Regions from separate parts of the Sus scrofa genome. Here all the other regions are linked to region 1. Evidence: chromatin contacts called from public HiChIP or PLAC-seq data. All regions are on one chromosome and are shown on one strand. Each heading gives the region's core, a stretch centred on a gene start, on an enhancer-like site or on the middle of the called end of the contact. The rest is flanking DNA. Distances are from core to core; before and after follow the strand shown. Region 1 overlaps LIPM (lipase member M). Region 2 holds the start of RNLS (renalase). Region 3 overlaps RNLS (renalase).

What was found. HiChIP or PLAC-seq counts read pairs in DNA pulled down with a chosen protein or histone mark.
Region 2: a contact with region 1 is called in an H3K27ac HiChIP or PLAC-seq map of alveolar macrophages. The contact joins the promoter of RNLS here to the enhancer-like site in region 1. A contact is called at or near these places in 2 of 5 promoter capture datasets (fetal liver and liver), 14 of 47 Hi-C or Micro-C datasets (adipocytes, alveolar macrophages, blood and 9 more) and 2 of 2 datasets of contacts at active chromatin or transcription factors (alveolar macrophages and skeletal muscle).
Region 3: an H3K27ac HiChIP or PLAC-seq map of alveolar macrophages shows a contact between it and region 1. The contact joins two enhancer-like sites. A contact is called at or near these places in 6 of 47 Hi-C or Micro-C datasets (fetal skeletal muscle, mesenteric adipose tissue, retroperitoneal adipose tissue and 2 more) and 1 of 2 datasets of contacts at active chromatin or transcription factors (alveolar macrophages).

Annotation. Positions count from the first base shown.
Region 1 is chr14:100,741,205-100,744,759 of Sscrofa11.1, forward strand. LIPM (lipase member M) reads left to right here. Exons shown (of 10, transcript XM_013983531.2): 9 at 2,079-2,150. Among named protein-coding and RNA genes, the nearest start is that of LIPM, 27 kb to the left of the region's middle. Within about 2 kb of position 1,792, at least 11 of the 83 cell types and tissues checked have an H3K27ac peak or open chromatin away from gene starts, as enhancers often do. A contact at or near this core is called in alveolar macrophages and subcutaneous adipose tissue, where this site is marked.
Region 2 is chr14:100,603,564-100,606,927 of Sscrofa11.1, forward strand. It overlaps RNLS (renalase), which reads right to left and starts at 1,390. Exons shown (of 8, transcript XR_002338669.1): 1 at 1,158-1,390; 2 at 257-362. It overlaps LOC110256749 (a long non-coding RNA gene), which reads left to right and starts at 1,415. Exons shown (of 4, transcript XR_002338671.1): 1 at 1,415-1,638; 2 at 3,022-3,220.
Region 3 is chr14:100,577,142-100,580,577 of Sscrofa11.1, forward strand. All of the region lies in intron 4 of RNLS (renalase), which reads right to left. Among named protein-coding and RNA genes, the nearest start is that of RNLS, 26 kb to the right of the region's middle. Within about 2 kb of position 2,035, at least 5 of the 83 cell types and tissues checked have an H3K27ac peak or open chromatin away from gene starts, as enhancers often do. A contact at or near this core is called in alveolar macrophages, where this site is marked.

The sequences.
Region 1 (3,555 bases), core at 542-3,041:
TTTTTTATGGCTGAGCAGTATTCCATTGTGTATATATACCACCTCTTCCGAATCCAGTCATCTGTCGATGGACATTTGGACTGTTTCCATGTCCTGGCTATTGTGAATAGGGCTGCAATGAACATGCAAGTGCACGTGTCTCTTTTAAGTAGAGTTTTGTCTGGATAGATGCCCAAGAGTGGGATTGCAGGGTCATATGGAAGTTCTATGTATAGATTTCTAAGGTATCTCCAAACTGTTCTCCAGAGTGGCTGTACCAGTTTACATTCCCACCAACAGTGCAGGAGGGTTCCCTTTTCTCCACAGCCCCTCCAGCACTTGTTATTTGTGGATTTATTAATGATGGCCATTCTGACGGGTGTGAGGTGATATCTCATGGTAGTTTTGATTTGCATTTCTCTTATAATCAGCGATGTTGAGCATTTTTTCATGTGTTTGTTGACCATCTGTATATCTTCTTTGGAGAAATGTCTATTCAGGTCTTTTGCCCATTTTTCCATTGATTGATTGGTTTTTTTTTGCTGTTGGGTTGTATAAGTTGTTTATATATTCTAGAGATTAAGCCCTTGTCAGTTGCATCATTTGAAACTGTTTTCTCCCATTCTGTAAGTTATCTTTTTGTTTTCTTTTTGGTTTCCTTTGCTGTGCAAAAGCTTTTCAGTTTGATGAGGTCCCATGGGTTTATTTTTGCTCTAGTTTCTATTGCTTTGGGAGACTGACCTGAGAAAATATTCATGATGTTGATGTCAGAGAGTGTTTTGCCTATGTTTTCTTCTAGGAGTTTGATGGTGTCCTGTTGTATATTTAAGTCTTTCAGCCATTTGGAGTTTATTTTTGTGCATGGTGTGAGAGTGTGTTCTAGTTTCATGGCTTTGCATGCAGCTGTCCAGGTTTCCCAGCAATGCTTGCTGAATAGACTTTCTTTTTCCCATTTTATGTTCTTGCCTCCTTTGTCAAAGATTAATTGACCATAGGTGTCAGGGTTGATTTCCGGATTCTCTATTCTGTTCCATTGGTCTGTCTGTCTGTTTTGATACCAGTACCACACTGTTTTGATGACTGTGGCTTTGTAGTATTTCTTGAAGTCTGGGAGAGTTATGCCTCCTGCTTGGTTTTTGTTTCTCAGGATTGCTTTGGCGATTCTGGGTCTTTTGTGGTTCCATATAAATGTTTGGATTGTTTGTTCTAGTTCTGTGAAAAATGTCATGGGTAATTTGATAGGGATTGCATTGAATCTGTAGATTGCTTTGGGTAGTATGGCCATTTTTACAATATTGATTTTTCCAATCCAGGAACATTGAATATCTTTCCATTTCTTTACATCTTCTTTGATTTCTTTGATTAAAGTTTTATAGTTCTCGGCGTATAGGTCCTTTACCTCCTTGGTCAGGTGTATTCTGAGGTATTTGATTTTGTGAGGTGCAATTTTAAAAGGTATCGTGTTTTTGTATTCCTTTTCTAATATTTCATTGCTGGTATACAGAAATGCAACTGACTTCTGAATGTTAATCTTATATCCTGCTACTTGAGCAAAGGTTTTAATAGTGATGATGGCACTTATAAATCATAAATGTTGGTCTTAACTCTTTTTCTAACAACTTAGAGCCTAGTCAAATTGTTCTTCAAAGGTCATCACCATATTTTAGTAGGGGAGAAAGACAGAGAGAGAGAGAGAGAGAGGGAGAGAGACAGATGAGGTCGGTGTGAGAATTCTAAACTGGATTAAATGTTGGTCAGCTTCACCCAGAATCACCACATTGTAGAACTCCAGGGGGCGCTCTCCCATTGTAGCCTATGAAGTTGTGCCAGACATCAACTTCCATGGCCTGCGGTGGGAATACACTTTCTGGAGTTGCATAACATGGTGGTTTTAAGTATTTCTAAAGCTCGTTTTTCTCCCTCAAAATACCTTTTTCTTGGTTTTTCTCTCCATTAGGCTATCCTAACATTGAACAGAAGAGCAGCCTCAGCCTTTCTCTCGGCTTTCCTCCGCAGACTTGCTAGCACGTTTTCACCCCTCCTCCCACCCTTACCCAGTGACACATTTGAATGCCATGTAAATTTTTGTTTCCTTTTAGGCAGTGAATTCTGGGGAACTCCGGGCATTTGACTGGGGCAGCGAGACCAAAAATCTGGAGAAAAGCAATCAGGTAAGAAAATCAAATACCATCTGCTGAAAATGTATCCTTCTGAAATGTGTGAGAGAGAAGTTATAATGGCAGCTTATTCTGGAAATGGGAATAAAATACAAGAATTCAAAGAGAAAGTAATTCTGGTTCGACTGCATTTGAAAATGGAAAATTTCAAAGCTTTGCCAAGAGTGCTAAATAAATTAATAAGTAAATTTTATAAAAGCTTTTATAATGCAGTAGGATGGATAACTTTTCTGATGAGGTTGTCTCCGTGAACAAGGCACTGTTCCATGAACAAATCTTCTTAGGAGGAAGATGGAGTAGCCTTAGTGAAGGGAAAGGTATAGTCTGTGCTGGCTTCTAGACGGATCTTTTGAAGATAAAACAAAAACAAAAAACACAGGAATGAGGATGGCAGGGATGAAATTGGTTCATGGCATAGTAAAAAGAGTATTAAAAGACAAGTGAGAATTACTGTATTAGCTTTGCCTCTATACTACAAACTTGTGTCATCATGGCTAGGCTGCTTTGATTCTTCAGGACTCGATTTCTTTCTCTTTAAGATAAAAATTATTGAACTAGATCATCCTTAAGAGTTCTCCCAGGTCACACTTTTAAGGACTCTGTAATTTGCCAGTGAAAAATATGAAAGAAAAATATCACCCCAAAACATGTGTATGTGTAAATGACATTGTGGATTAAAATTTAAAAAAAAAAGTTGTGGAGAATTAGAAGTGGATATTATACTTTTTAGGGGCACAAAACCTCCACAGATGATTATGGGTTAGCTTGTGTGTGAATGTAAATGACTATTGACCACAGGAACATAAAGCTGCAGGGAGCAGAGCACTTGTATGCAAATCTTTGAAAATCTTGCATGGTACTTAATATCTGCTTTGGTACCTCAATCAAGATATAAAAGGCCAAGAAATTGGACAGACCATGTAGCTCCCCTGAAGAGCAAGCTCTTAATCATAAGTGTCAGCTATTTGTTTTAGATTCGTCTGCATTGTTTCCTAAAATAAGTCTTTTTTTAATTTATTTTTTATTTTTGTCTTTTTAGGGCTGCCACCATGGCATATGGAGGTTCCCAGGCTAGCGGTTGAATCAGAGCTGCAGCTGCCAGCCTATGCCACAGCCATAGCAATGCCAGATCTAAGCTGTATCTGCAACCTACACCACAGCTCATGGCAACGCCAGATCCTTAATCCACTGAGCAAGGCCAGGGATCAAACCCGCAATCTCATGGATACTAGTCAGATTCGTTTCTGCTGAGCCACAACGGGAACTCTATTTCCTAACATGTGTCTTTAGAGAAAGTATCCCAGTTCCAAGATAGATTTAATTTAGCAATGTTTGACGTCATGTGTTAGAGAGAAAGTGACATGTGCAGAGTAGGTACCAGAAAATGGTCATTAGAAGA
Region 2 (3,364 bases), core at 140-2,639, 140 kb before region 1:
CATAGTAACTCCTATTTATTAGGCCCTTACTCTGTTTCCTATAATATCTCATCTGATCTTCTCAACAACTGTATAAGGTTTTACAGTTTTCCCACTTTACTCAGGCTAACCTTTTACTGCTAATATGATCAGCAATGGTATTATCATTTCACTACATTACAGGAGGCAAAGTTTAGCCCTGTTAAAAATGGATGATTTGTATCTTTTTACATAATACAACCAGTATGACTGATTCCACCCCTTTCAACTAACTCACCTTTGATGTTTTTTGGCAAAATGAGGAGTGCAGGTGATGTACTGGGCACCCAAGTCGACTGTGCTCTGAGGATTATGGGCACTGCTGGCTGTAGTCATTCTTCCCCCTTGAATTAATCCCCAGGAAAACGTCTTAGTGCGTTAGAATGAACCTTTTGCAATTAAAGCTGTTCACTCCAGGTTACCACAAGAGGATTATTTTACAGCTGTAGTAGAAGGCATTTGTTTTTTTAAGTTGAAGGCTTTGTCACCTAACATTGTCAGTAAATAGCTAAGAGACAATTCTATCCCTGTGAGGTTTCTGTTGTTGTAGTTGTCGCTGTTTTTAAAGAACACGTGAAAAATGCAGCAATGCTCAGCCCCTGCATCTATTTACTGATTTGAATAAAAGGAATGAATGAACAGAGGAAACAAAGCAAAATAATGAATGCAATGTCAGAACGAATCAACAAACGCTTTCACTCCTGCGGTCAGGTTTCAGGAGAGTGACAGGATTCTGTCAACTGGATCTCCCGCAAAAGTCTTAGTCTACGGGCACGTGCGGACCCTCTTAACCTGCAGAAAGCTGCCAAGGCCAAGATAAAAGTGCATTTATTAGCGACAGCGGCAGGCGCTGGCTAGGCAAACTCTAGTCAGGAATTTTCCCAGCCCTTGCAGGCCGCCGCTAAGGCGCCGGGTATTCCCACCCCGCCCCCAGCCCGCGGAGGTCGCCGCCCCGCCCCCACCCGCGCCCCCTCTCCGGCCTTCCTGGGAGCCGGAAGTCTCCAATCACGTGACCAGGAGCGCGCCCAGCTGCTGGATTTTCTTCACAGACTTACTCAGAGGGAGGCCCAGCGCCCCCTGGGAAGCCTCGGTGCCCGCCGGCTTCCTTTTCCCCTAGTTTGGGCCTGGAGACGACCCACCTGAGTCCCCCGCCTTGTCCCACACAGAGAGGTGTAAAGGACAGGACGCCTCCTTCCTCAGCAGTGCAGCGCACAGGCTTCCCGTCAGCCCCGCACCCACGATCAGCACCCGGGCCATAGCTCGCGGGGTCCGCAGCGAGGCCCGCCGGCCTGCACTCTGGAACCGGCGAAGCCCAGCGGGCTAGAGCTCTCTGCACCCGGCACTCTTGGCCCGACCCGGCCCCTGAACAGTTTCCCGGCCTGCCTGCAGGGGGCGGAGAGGAGGCGATCGGGGCTGAAAGGATGAACAGCTCTGAAGACCAACAAACCTTGGTCTTCCCTTTGCTTTGAGGGCCAGGGGCTGGTTTCTAAGACAGGGTGTGAATTCCCGCCCAACCCTCGCCCCCACTTCGCCCCTGAAAACCTAAATCGTGTAGGTTAGAGTGGGAGACCTCGCCTCTCCACAGGGCTGGTGTTGACTACAGCAAGGGACCCATCCAAGGTAACTGCTAGGTTTACTTACTGTCTCTGCCTTGTGGAACCTTCATTAGCTTAATATTCTGAGTCTGAAAGGTGGGGAGGAGAGGAACAGACCAGCGTGCCAGAGCCTGCTTTCTTCAAGGGCCTTAAGGGCCACTATTCACGAAATAGCAAAAAGATTTTTGAAGAGATTTTGCTTAAAGTAACCTTTAGGCTGTGTGTAAGCGATATAAATTTTTTGAACCTCAACTTCTCCACCCCAAAGCGGGACAAAAAAAAAAAATGTCTGCATTCCAAATTGTTGAAAATTAAAGATATTCAGTTCATCAGAAAATTTTAGATCACTAGTCTCAAGTAAACACTAAGTTTTATGTAAAATCACATTCCAAATGTAAGAGACACAAGGGTGAGCGAGATAAGGATTCATGCCATTACTGCTAGTTTGGTATTTTTTTCTTAACATTGTCGTGGAAATTCTCAATGAAACAACAAAAAGCAAGGATAAGACTAAACTACTAAAAAATTAAAAATTCAGTTACTCTGAATTGCAGATAAATTATTACCTGGAAAACTAGAGAAACTAAACAGTTATCAGACCTATAAGAAAGGTGACAGTGATAGCCAATTATAACAAAAACATTAAAAAAAATGAAATTTTACTTTATGTACACAGTAGGGAGAAATTACCAGGCATCAAACTGGTGATAGATTAATATTACAAGTATCTAATCAAAGATAATAGAACTAGAAGATATAGATCAATGAGACATTTGTAAACAGAAAAAAACAAAACCTAACTGAGCATAAAAATTGAACTGAACAGAAAAACACTGACTACATAATCATTTACAAATTTCAAAAGATGCAAGATGAAATACAAATAGTGAACAAAATTCTGGAGCATATATGAAAGGTTAAAGTTTAACACTCATATAAGATCTTAGATAAACTTTTTATTGAAATATGGTTAGTTTACAATATTAGTTTCAGGTGTACAACATAGTGATCCAATATTTCTATAGATTACATTCCATTTAAATAGTTATTATTAAAAAATAATGACTATATTTCCCTGTGCTATATATCCTTGTTGCTTATTTATTTTGTACATAGTAGTTTGTATATCTTAACCTCTTAACCCTATCTTGTCCCACATCTTTTAACCCTCTGCCCCCTGGTAACCACTAGATTGTTCCCTATATTTGTGAGCCTGTTTCTGTTTTATTATAACAGAATACTATTAGTTTTATTTTTTAGATTCCATCTGTAATGTAATACATTGTTAGCATATTTCTTTGGGATACAAGCCAATCAGTCCTAACTATATTATGGTGATTTGAAAACCTGTATTGTACTTTCCAATAGATTTCTCTGTTCTAAAACAGTTTCAATGTTTTCTTTTCAGTCCAAAAGCCAATTGTGTATTTACAGCATGGTCTGCTTGTAACTGCCAGTATCTGGATTTCCAATCTTTCCAACAGTAGCCTGGGCTTCATTCTGGCAGATGCTGGTTATGATGTGTGGATGGGAAACAGCAGGGGAAATAAGTGGTCCAAGAAACATATGTACCTAGAAACAGATTCCAAAGAATTCTGGGCCTTCAGGTAAGGAAAATTTCTGTATTGTTTTATTTTGACCTAAAAGGGTATTAGATGTGTTTATTAAATTATTAAAAGTTAAATAATTTGTAGAACTGGAATGAAGTTATTCCTTTAAGATACATAACTATTGATTAATATTTTCAAAGG
Region 3 (3,436 bases), core at 785-3,284, 160 kb before region 1:
CAAAACAGAAAAAACAAATCTTTTAAGAAAAATCAGTGATAAACTTTTACAAAAATTTTTAAAATATTTCCGAAAGCCTAATGAAGGGAAACACTCGCCCTAACATAATCCCCTATTAAAAAGAATTCTAATTTCAGATGATACAGAAAAAACAAATGATGCAGGTGGCCAGATCCATGAACTATTTTGGTAACTTTGGTCTGTCCATGGATTATCAGTCACACTTATGCAGGTCACTATATGTTAGCTTCTTAATGACATCATCGAGCATCCAGATTTTGAGTGTTTGAGATTGTGTTCGAATGAACACTTCTTCTGCTTCTGGTCATAATGCACATCCCTTTTCAAAAAAATTTTTAAAGAATTTAGAATTAGAAGGAATCTTGGAAAGAATGTGTGGCAGTAAAAAGATGATAAGCTTTGGACTCTGTATTTTCGGTCTTCTAGTAGGTAGTTTCATAGCTTTAGAAAGTAATTTTTATCTCCCTGGTCTTGCCCTATATAGTAAGTATACTTTTGGGGTTGTTTTGAGGATTACTGACAAGACATGTAAAATATCTACCACATAAAAGATGCTCATAAATTGAAGCTCTTGCTATTTACTCTATTTTAAATTCCCAATGTGTTTGAAGAATGCATAACAGCAAGGGAATGAAAAGGAACTAAACCTTAGCAAGAAGGGCCAGACATGTGACAAATACAAGCTAAACAGCAGCAGCAGCAGCTTCTTTCATTGACCACTGATCATGTGCCAGCAATTTATCAGGTGTTTTAATACATTATTTATTTTAATCTCTCAAATGCCCTGATACGGTAGGACTTACCACCTCAACTGTACTGAGAAGAAATCAAGGAGTCAGAGAGGTTAAGTAATGTGCCCAAGGACACACAGATAATAAGCAGCAGAGCCAGGATTAGGAAGAAGGGCAGAAGAAATGACTAGTAGTTGCTCTTAAGCCCAACTGCATACAAAACAACATATTTCAGAAGCAACTAAAAGAGAAATGCAACCAACAAATCTTCCCACTATAAGCTCCTTAAGAAGTGGGGCTAGGGCTCATTAACCTAGATGATCTCAGAATCTGGGACAATTCCTGGAATATGGTGAGTACTCATTAGATGTATGTGTATGTTAAACAAATGGAAAGCAATTGGTAATGGAGGCAATAAGAAATCACATTCTCTCAAAGCAAAGTCTTTGTGATGACAGTAAATAAAAAAGAGTAGTGAGAACATTCATGTGTAAGGTCAACAGTCACAAACTAGAAAGATATTTATACATCAACTGTCTGATAATGACTACTGCATGTTCATAGATGTTTTCCCCTATTATATTACTATATAAAGATTTTAATCACTAAGAGCATAATTACCTTAAAATGTTAAAGACAATGAGGAGGAAACGCACACAAACATATCTGTATTTTGAGGATGGCTTAAAATTCACTCCATTGTAAATGGAAAAAAAATCTAACTGAAAGAAAATTCTCTATGAAAGTAAAAAACGAATCAAAAGATTAATTCTCTTTTATTCAAATAAAATCTCTAATTTAAAGTCACAACAAAATAAATTCACAATTTTGTTAGATTCGTGCAACTATATTCATACGAGAAAAGCCTCGGTAATAGGATAGCTTGCTCTTTTGGGGGTGTGTGTGTGGAGTGGGAGTATTATGAAAACAAAAAAAAAAAAAAAAAACCTTGGTCTATCAGAATTTTAAAAGAAAATAACACTTTGGCCAAACCAAAATTTCCCACAGTAACAACCTACATGCAGCCACATTCAGTGACTAAACTGTGTTTTTCTTAAGCAGTAGAGTTCATTCTGACAATTTATCTACTAAGAATTGTGCCAGAAAAATGCCTATTCATTTTCTATATTCTGTTTGGCAAACAAAGCATGACACATAGAAATATAAAAGAAAAATATAATCCCAAGATGCACTTGAAATCATTGCAGAGAAGTGTTCTAAATTGTCTTAGGCCTGTGACATCAGCTTTCAGAATAGCATTTAAACACTGCCACATGCTGTTCATCTGTGTGTCCTACAGCCTGTGGGCACCAAGCCTGGCTTCAACAGAAGAATGAATCATAGGCCAGATTTATGAAACTGTTAACTCTTCAAAAGCCCCAACTGGTCTTGAAAAAGGGAAGTGTAACAATCTTGAGAACTAGTAATTCTTTAAGAATTGGTCATTTCTAATTAAGATTTTAGGAAGCACAGAACTGTACTCATGACAAAAAAGTCTCCATGAGCACGCTGTTTGCTGTGAAACAGATTTTGTATATAACATATTGAATTTAATCATGAGCTTGAATTTTTTTATTTTACTGATTTTATAACATTCTCTCTTTATCAGTGCTAAGTCTATGTGGTACCACATAGGAACTATGTTCTCTAAATATATTAGCTTGAGTATATCTTTTTATACTGTAATATAAATTATGTACACCTCCTCTAAAAGTAGTGTAATGTCTGAATGTCTGTAATGCAGGTAGGAATTCAGGTATATTCAGGTAGGAATCATGCTATATTCAGTGTAGCTCTTCCTGTGATTGATGAGAGAAGAGATGCTCAGAAAATGCTTATTAAATTAATAAATGGCTGAATGAATGATTAAGCATAGTTCAGAATTTCAGAAATTTCTAGAGAATGACTATTACATCCTACCATTTACTTCTTATTTCCCTTTTTATGAAAATAATATATTTAGAAAGAGATTCAAACTAGTTGTCATTTTTACATCCTTTTCCCATATTCAGCAGCATCATCAACCAAAACAAAGGCACTAAAGATTCTTGTTCATTTTGGTTACTTTGATCAGAAAAGTTGAACCAGCATTGAGAACTATGTCTAGATACTCATGTTGCAACAGAAGAAAGGGTGGGGGAAAAACTGTAATTGCAATGTATACGTGTAAGGATAACCTGACCCCCTTGCTGTACAGTGGGAAAATAAAAAATAAAATAAAAAAAAAAAAAAAAGCTTACTCAAAAAATCAAGAAAAAAAAAAAAAAAAAAAAAAGAAAAGTTGAACCAGAGTGAGCTATTCTATGTTCTTATCCAAAGGCCTTAATTCTAACAAAATCAGGTATAAAACATTCCAATTAAAAACATTTCAGTAGTAAATTGAAAAAAAAAATCTTAGGTAGCAAAGCAGCATAAATTCAGTATTCACTCATTTTAGTCATTTTCCATTGTCTCAAATATTTAAAATATCTAATGTGCTTAGAAGAGATCAAGTTCTAGAGGGAAATATTGACTGGGTCTCATTTTAAACTCGTAATTACTAACTTCAAGTGGATCTTAGTGCTACCTAGCTACCCTACCTCATCCTGCTCAAGTCACTCCCTTGGGTGATTACTCACACCTCTTCTCTCCATTTAAAACTTCAAAACCTCCTGCCCCTCCTTAGTCTTGGCTGATTATATTGT